Linked DNA regions of Oryctolagus cuniculus: region 2 is linked to region 1. The links are chromatin contacts, called in public Micro-C maps. All regions are on one chromosome and are shown on one strand. The core of a region is the stretch at or near the end of the contact, and the rest is flanking DNA. Distances in the headings are between cores, read along the strand shown. Region 1 has its middle 43 kb from the start of KBTBD2. Region 2 holds the start of FKBP9 (FKBP prolyl isomerase 9).

Region 1 (4,240 bases), core at 268-2,767:
CACCAGGAGAACACAAGAAGCTGTGCGCCTCGAGTTCTCTGCCATGCCATCGTTCCTGCTCGTGAGAAATTGGGAACAAGCGACATGGGACCAAGTGTCGGGAGACAGGAGACTGCAGAAAGCAGCCCGGTGCCCCGGGAACAGCCCTGCTGGTGTCTCTGTCTCCTTCCTGGGTCGTCTGTGTGGGTCTCTCTCACGTCGCTGTGAGAACGTGGACGAGTGAGCTGATGCATTAGGGTGGTTTTCTTCTGCTTTCCAGTGGTTGCCATTGGGGTTGGGGAGAGGATGGGGTCCAAGCCAGGGGCCTCTGGGCCTTTTCAGCAAGGCCTGTGCTGTCCTACGCTGCTGGGCTCTGAGGCCGAGGGCACTGCCAAGAGTTCTCAGAAAAACAGAATGAAAGGCTAAGTCTGTTTTGCTACAAAAACATCCAGGCATCTAGTTGTAGTTTTTCCACAATAGGCATTCTTTATGAACCTTTTGAAGACTACCACTTCTAAGCATGAATGTCAGAATTTTTTTGCTCCATTTTTAACTGGAAAAACCAGAAGATTAGGACTCAGTCCACACCTCCCTCCTGGGCAGCAGGGACTCAGTTACTTGGGCCACCACCTGCTGCCTCCCAGGATGAGCATTGTCAGGAAGCTGGAATCGGGAGAGGAGCCAGACTCAAACCACACACTCCAGCCTGGGATGTAGGTGTCCCAGAGGCATCCTAGCTGCCCTAGCAAACACTCACCTGTCCAGGAACTTTATGAAGCACCCTCGAATTTCTCCATGGCATTCACTACAGCTCTGGGGTAACTTCCTGGTTTTGAAATGAGCCATATGGCACCAGCACTGTGGCGTAGCAGGTGAAGCCACCGCCTGCAGTGCCAGCATCCCCTGTGGGTGCTGGTTCACGTCCTGGCTGCCCCACTTCCGATCCAGCTCTCTGCTGTACCCTGGGAAGGCAGTGGAAGCTGGCCCAAGTCCTTGGGCCCCTGCACCCGTGTGGGAGACCTGGAAGAAGCTCCTGGCTCCTGGCTTCGGATCGGCGCAGCTCCTGCCGTTGCGGCTGACTGGGGAGTGAACCAGCGGATGGAAGACCCCCTCCCCCGCCTCTCTGGGTATAACTCCGACTTTCAAATAAATAAATCCTAAAAAAAAAAAAAAAAAAAAGAGAGAGAGAGAGAGAGCTGTGAGGAGAGGGAGCCTGGCACACGGCAGGCACTGGATGACTATCGTGACATAAACATCGCATTCCTTTGCACTGCCGCGCTGTGGTTACGGCTTTCAAAGCCCCCGGTCGCCCGCCGACACACTGGGATGACTGAACAGCAGAGACAGCTAAGGAGAAAACCCTCCTTTCCAGCACGTCTGTCTCACCAAGCACTTGGTGAGCTGTGAAAGGAAATGGAGAAGCACAGAAAGTAGGCCAAGGGTAAGCAAAACTCGCCGTGCCCCAGAGAATTCAGCCGACCACATCAAGTCTGATCCAGAACAAACAGCTCTCATCTGGAAATGGAGCAGCTCCAGACAGTACTGTCCAGGCAGGAAGAGCCCCGCGGCGGGGATCTGCAGAATTACATAAGCCTCTAGCAAGGAGGCCGGGAGCTCTGGCTCTGGCGCGTGTGGAGGAGCTGGGCAGCAGCGAGAGCGGGCTCACTGGACAGAGAAAGCTCTGTCTCCAAAGGGGAGGCCTTCGTTCCAGAGGCGAATCCGGGCTCCTATGCCCTTTCCCGTGAACTTGACCAAACCCTATCCATTCTCCCTGTGCTTGCCCAGCATCCACAATCTAAAGCAGCGTTTCTCGTCTCGACTCCCTGCAACAGAGGACGGCCATGTGGGTAGCACGGAAGCTTAGCTGTATTCATGTCTTATCAATTAGAGTGTTATCATGGTCCCCTTAATAGCCAATTAAAAAACTAAATCTCGGCCAGCGCCGCGGCTCAATAGGCTAATCCTCCGCCTTGCGGTGCCGGCACACCAGGTTCTAGTCCCGGTCGGGGCACCGGATTCTGTCCCGGTTGCCCCTATTCCAGGACAGCTCTCTGCTGTGGCCAGGGAATGCAGTGGAGGATGACCCAAGTACTTGGGCCCTGCACCCCATGGGAGACCAGGAGAAGCACCTGGCTCCTGCCTTCGGATCAGCGCGGTGCACCTGCTGCAGCGCACCGGCCGCGGCGGCCATTGGAGGGTGAACCAACAGCAAAGGAAGACCTTTCTCTCTGTCTCTCTCACTGTCCACTCTGCCTGTTTAAAAAAAAAAAAAAAAAAAAAAAAAAAAAAAAAACTAAATCTCAGCAGGAAATAAAATGACAATGCAACTTTCTTCAACAAATGCAAAAAAAAAATCAGTTGAAATTGAAAGCAGAATCTTGCAGAGATATGTGTACACCATGTTCATAGCAGCATTTTTCAAAACAGCCAAGAGGTGAGAGCAACTGGTATCCATCAAGAGATGGCAGATGAGTGAATAACGTGTGCTATGGCCAGGGCCAGATGTGGTGGTGCAGTGGTTAAGCTGCGGCCTGCAGGCCGCGTAGCCCATATCCGAGTGCTGGTTCAAGTCTCAGCTACGCTGCTTCCAATCCAGCTTCCTGATAATGCACCTGAAAAGGCACTGGGTGACGGCCTGAGTGTCTGGGCTCCTGCCACTCATGTGGGACACCCTGATGGAGGTCCTGGCTCCTGGTTGCATCCTTGCCCAGCCCTGGCTGTTGCCGCTGCTTGGAGAAAGGACCAGTGGATGAAAGATTCTCTCTCCCTCCCTCCCTCCCTCTTCCTCCCTCTCCTTACCTCTCCCTCCCTCTCTCTCCCTCTCCCCTTCCCCCTCCCTCTCTCTCTCATGCTCTACCTTTCAAATAAATCTTTTCAAAAAATAGGAAAAAAGAGTAGCCATTACCCTTCACTCAGGTTCACTGTCATTTATAGTTTATCCCCCACTTGCCTTGTTCGTTAGTTCTCTGCCTCCTCCTCTCCCCCTCCACACACTTGTACTCTAAATCACTTGGGAATGTGTTATGTACGCCGTGATCCTGTACCTGTACATGCTTGATGGAACGGTTCCTAAGAAGAAGGATCTCTCTTCTACCCCAGGCACAGTCAGCAAGTGCAGCATTGGTTCAGCTGTTTTGTCTACTCCACCGTTTACGTCCCAATTCTGTGGAGTGACCCAGTAATGTCTTCACAGCGTTTCTGTTCCCTCCAGCACAGAACGTGGTTTTAGGTCAGGTACCAGCCCCTGGGGAGCACTCTCACCGTCTTTATCTTTTATGACCTAGATCTTCGGAAGAATGGCTTCCTTCTTCTCTAATGGGCTATCTGATGTTTCCTTGTGATTAGACTCAAGGCAGCACCGAATGGCTCACATTGTGTGTCTCAGGGTTCACGTGCATGTCTGCCCCATGCTGATTCCTGCTCCGGGATGCTGCTTGCTGTCATCACTGTGGAGTTCCTGGGTATTTTTTTCTCCTTTGTTTATGATCCCCAGTCAATGGGGAGAGAGTAAGATCACGAAGGATCCTGCTTATCATCAACCTTTCCCCTAGATTCTTCATCTCTGCTTAGCTGTCTATGGCCACATAATAAATGAGCCTGAATCTTAGTAGTTTAAAACGATACCATTTATGATCTCAGGTTCTGTGGGTCAGGAGCCGAGCAGTGGTGTTCAGGCTCAGGGTCTCTGAGTAGGCTGCGTGTGAGGTGCTGTCTGGAAGCTGCAGTCTGGACTTGACTGAGGCTAGCGAAGCCACTTGCAAGGCCATCCATTCGCGTGCCAGGCAAGTTAACACCGGGCCCGGAAGGCCCTGGTTCCTTGACACATGGAAGGGCTACTTAAGATATGACATCTGGCTCCCTCAAGAGCAGATGATCGGGACTGGCCTGTGGCATACCAGGTTAATCCACCCTCTGCAGCAGTGGCATCCCACGTGGGCGCTGGTTGAAGTCCCAGCTGCTCCACTTCCAATCCAGCTCCCTGCAAATTTGCCTGGGAAAACAGCAGAGGATGGCCCAAGTATTTGGGCCCCTGCATTAACACAGGAGACATGGATGAAGCTCCTGGCTTTGGCATGGTCCAGCCTTGGCTGTTGAGGCTAACTGGGGAGTGAACCAGAAAATGGAAGATCTCTCCTCTCCCCTTCTCTCTCTATAACTCTTTCAAATAAATAATGTCAGTTTTTGAAAATAAATAGATTTGGGGCCAGTGCTGTGGCACAGCGGGCAAAGCCACTGCCTGCAGTGCCTGCATCCCATATGG
Region 2 (4,590 bases), core at 119-2,618, 75 kb after region 1:
GTGTGTGTGTGTGTGGAATCTGTAGTTTTGTATCTACAATGTCACAGTTGCAAAAAGATAACTTCACTTCTACTCTTTCAACTTAGATATTTTTATTTCCTTTTCTTAATTGTTCTGGCTAGAACTTCCAGGATACTTGGAATAGAGGTGGCAAAGGTAAGCATCTTTGTCTTATTTGGAATCATAGAGGAAAAGTTTCTTTCACCACTGAGTATGTTAGGTGTGGATTTTTTATTTTATTGTTTTGAGGTAGTTTCTTTCTATTCCTGACTTGTTGACTGTTTTTATCATGAAAGAATGTTGTTGTTTTTTTTTCAGATACTTTTTCTGCATCTATTGAAATGATCATGTGGATTTTTTTCCTTCATTGTGTTAATGCAGTATATCACAGTTATTGATTGCATTTGTTGAAACACCCTTGCGTTCTAGGTATAAATCTCATTTAGTCATGGTGTATGATCCTGAATATGCTGTTGAATTTGTTTTTGCTAGTATTTGTTAAATATTTTTGCAACAGTGTTGGCAAGAGATTCTCCAGAATTTTATTTTTTAAAAGATTATTTATTTGACAGGCAGAGTGAAGAGAGAGACATCCTCCATCCACTGGTTCCTTCCCCAAATGGCTGCAGTGGCTGGGGCTGGGGCTGGCTCAGGCCAAAGCCAGGAACTCTATCCAGGTCTCTCACATGAGTGGCATGTGTCCAGGTACTTGAGCCATCATCTGCTGCTTCACAGGGTGTGCATTGGCAGGAAGCTGAGTTTAGCCGGGACTAAAACCAGGAGCTCCGATACGGGATGCAGGGGGTCCCAAACAGCAAGTTAACCCTGGCTACACACCTGCCCCAAGGCCATGTTTCAAAACCTAAACAAGGGGCCAGCACTGTGGCACAGCAGATTAAGCCTCTGCCTGCAGTGGTGCCATTGTGTATCAGAGTGCCAATTGGAGTCCAGGCTGCCCCTCTCTGCTCCCTGTTAATGTGCCTGGGAAAGCAGCAGAAGATGGTCCAAGTCCTTGGGCCCCTGCCACCCATGTGGGAGACCAGGATGGCGTTGCAGCCATTTGGGAATGAACCAGCAAACAGAAGATTCTGTCTCTCCTCTCTCTGTCATGCTGCCTTTTAAACAAATTAACAGATCTTTTTTTAAAAAATAGAAAATGAAACCTAAACAAATGGGATATTCATCTTATGCTTATACATTTGTCATATATTTATTAATGTTTTACAGAGTATATCATTTCCCTTTTTAACATTTGTGAATCTATTCCCCCCCCCTTTTTTTTTTAAGATTTACTTTATCTTTTTGGAAGGCAGAGTTAGAGAGAGAGAGAGAGAGAGAGAATCTTCCATCTGCTGATTCACTCCCCAAATGGCCATAATGGTCAGGGCTGGGTCAGGCCAAAGCCAGGAGCCAGAAACTTCATCTGGGTCTCCCATGTGGGTGCAGAGGCCCAAAGACTTGGGCCTTCTTCCACTGCCTTCCCAGGTCCATTAGCAGGGAGCTGGATGGGAAGTGGAGCAGACAGGACTCGAACTGGCACTCATGTGGGAATGCAGCATTGCTGGCAGCACCTTAATCAGTTATGCCACAATGCAGGCCCCATGGTTTTATTTATTTTTTTTTCCATCAGTGGGATTTAGTGACATAGATTTGTTAATATTTTTCTTCCTCATGGAATCATACTTTGAAAGACAGCACCTGAAGATGATAAATTTACCTGCACATTTTCCTCTATAATTTAATAATGTGATTTCTGCATTCAGTTCCGTTTTGGTTTGTGTGCTAAAACAGGAGTCTCTGAGCTGGGTCAGGGCGGAGTTTATTGCTATAATTCAAGCAAGAGACCAGGAGGCCTGGATGGGAGCAGGGGAGAGTGAGGGAATAGACGGCGGCTTAAGGATGTAAAAGTGAGAGGACTTGGTGATGGGTTAGAGATGGCAGGCGAGGGAGCAGGTGTCCGGGTGACTGCCAGGAAGCCTTGTGTAATCCATTGATGGGGAAACGGAAAGAAGACTAGAGATACAGATATTCCCTGGCTCTTAGAATCACTGCTTGTTTTTAAAACTAGAGATAGATGTTGAAAAATTTTAACTCCTTTTCAATCTATAGATGCACGATTTTAAAAGTTTTTTATTCTCTGTCCTATATTTATGTTAATAGGATTTCCATTTTTAGAACAAGCTGTAGGGGCCCTTGACGTGGCACAGCAAGTTAAGTGGTGTCTCCACCCTGCACTCCGGATCGGAGCCCTGGCTCCAGTCCCTGCTGCTCCACTTCCAATCCAGGTCCATGCTCATGTGCTAGGGAGGCACCAGAAGATGGCCCACGTGCTTGGACCCTGACAGAGCTCCAGGCTTCTGGCTTCAGCTTGGCAGGGCCTCCCGCTTTGGGGCCATTTGGGGAGAGAGCTGAGGAATGGAAGGTCTCTCTCCCTCTGTCTCTCTGCCTTTCCAATACATAAAAGACAGCCTTAAGACAATCAGAATAAGCTCTAATAGGAACAGTGACCATTTCTTGAGTGCTATGCATGGTTTCTCATTAGATTCCTGGAACCCAACAAGCAGATCCATAATCATCTACTGGTTTCATCTTCATCTTACACAGAACCTTCATTGGGTAACTTGCAGAAGGCAGTCCGGGTAATGGTGTATTAGTCCTTCAATACGTTTTGGGTTCAATGTGTGCATGTTTCATTTAGTACAAGTAATTTTGCATTTATACTTATAAATTGGTTGGGCTTTTGTTTTTTTTTTTTTTTTTCCTTTCCTTGCTGTTTTTACCAGGTTTGGGCGTCAGGATTATGTTTGTTTCCAAACTGAGCTGGGAAAGTGTTGGGGATCTGCTTTTATGACTCCAAATTTTTCATAAACTCCAACAGCCAATGCTGAGCCAAGACTGCGTGTACGCTGATGAATTCCTCGTGTCTGTGTTACGGGGTCCTAGGCGGCACGGCCACGTACTCGGGACGTGGACGCTGCGCCCGCCCGTGGCCTGGGGCTCTCACCGCACAACGCTCGGGGGTACCCAGACCTCCCCCTTTCTCTGTCCTGAAAGATGGCTTCAGTTTCTTTCCATGGAGACTCCACCCTTGTAAACCCAAGTTTCCCTCCGTCCCACAAACAGCAGAGGGAAGCGGGATCCGCGGCCACGTAGGAGCCTCCCGCGGCCCCAGCTCCGGAGGGGCGCGAGGGGCCTCGCGCGCCGCCGGCCCCACCCCCGGCTCCTCCCCGCGCGGCCGCGGCCGGGGGCGGGCGAGCGCAGAGCGGAGGGGAGGCCCTGCGGCCCGGGGAGGGCCCGAGACTTCTCCACGTTTGCAAAGCCGCAGCGCGCCCAGGCTCGACCCGCGCCGCCCGAGGTCCGCCGCGCGCCCCCCGCCGCCTCCTCCTCCTCGCCTCGCCGTGCCGATGGCGTTCGGGGCCCCGAGCTGGCGGCCCCCGCCGCCGCCGCTGCTCCTGCTGCTGCTCTGGGTGACCGGGCAGGCGGCGCCGGTGGCAGGCCTGGGCTCCGACGCCGAGCTGCACATCGAGCGGCGCTTCGTGCCCGACGAGTGCCCGCGCACCGTGCGCAGCGGCGACTTCGTGCGCTACCACTACGTGGGCACCTTCCCCGACGGCCAGAAGTTCGACTCCAGGTACCGCGCGCCCTCGCCCCGCGCGGGCCTTCCCCTCCCGACGGACCTCCCCTCGCCCCGCCCCTCGCGCCCGCCCGGGACCCTGCGCCGCCCTCGCCCCTGGCCGCGCCGCACGCTCCGGTGCCCCGCTCTGGGTAAAATGGCCACTCGGACAGACCCGGGGGGGCGATGTCGAAGTCCGCCGCCGCCTCCCCTGCCGGCCCCTTCCGGCCGGTCCCTTGGGTATCTCGGCCGGCGCCGTAAAGGCGGGGATGCCGCAGCCCAGAGGGCGGCCGCTACGGTTTGGGCGGATACGGTGTGCGAGGCGTGGTTGTCCCACCCGCCATTGCCCAGGCGGTAACCGAGGCCGCGGGCGGAGGCCGAGTATCTCTTGTTAACGGGGCAGTCCGATTGACACGCAGGCGAGTGGTGCGCGTCACTCCCCCTGCCCTCGCGTGCCGGCTGTCCCTCGACCTCTGCGGGCGGGGCGGTGCACCAGACCCGGGTAGGACCTCACACTGCTGCCCACCTCTGCAGCCTGGCCTTGGGGCGCACAGGCCTCTGGTCCTCCAGCTCCAGGCTGCTCTCATCCCAAGGCCTGCACTTCTAGTGACTCAGAACAGAGTGCGCATCTGCCAGGGACGCCAGGCACAGGCCTGTCTCAGGGCTTCTGAAATTCCAGACAAGGAGTGACTATACCACAGCTATGCCACATGACACAGGCAAGGGCTTAGACATGGGCATTCGTACTCTGGTTTTTGTTGCTACCTTTGTGTGAGCAGCTTTAATGAGATTTAATTCAGGCATGATACCGTTAGCCCACTTATTTTTATTGATTGACAGCGAGAAAGAGTGATCCACCCACTGGTTCACTCCTGAAATCAGTGTTTGGGAGTACAAAGCCAAGAGCAAACCCAGTTCCTTGAGCCAGCACCAGTGCCTCCCAAGGTGTCCGTTATCTGGAAATTGAAGTTAGAGCA

The links. Hi-C and Micro-C count contacts between places; a contact is called where the count stands out from the background.
Region 2: a Micro-C map of ear pinna shows a contact between it and region 1, with 2.3 times the contacts expected there. The contact joins the promoter of FKBP9 here to the enhancer-like site in region 1. A contact is called at or near these places in 2 of 6 Hi-C or Micro-C datasets (ear pinna and an unstated tissue).

What each region holds. Positions count from the first base shown.
Region 1 is chr16:23,623,139-23,627,378 of mOryCun1.1, forward strand. No RefSeq gene overlaps it. Among named protein-coding and RNA genes, the nearest start is that of KBTBD2, 43 kb to the right of the region's middle. Within about 2 kb of position 1,518, at least 2 of the 8 cell types and tissues checked have an H3K27ac peak or open chromatin away from gene starts, as enhancers often do. A contact at or near this core is called in ear pinna, where this site is marked.
Region 2 is chr16:23,698,539-23,703,128 of mOryCun1.1, forward strand. FKBP9 (FKBP prolyl isomerase 9) reads left to right here and starts at 1,369. Exons shown (of 10, transcript XM_002713745.5): 1 at 1,369-3,631. The coding sequence starts at 2,910.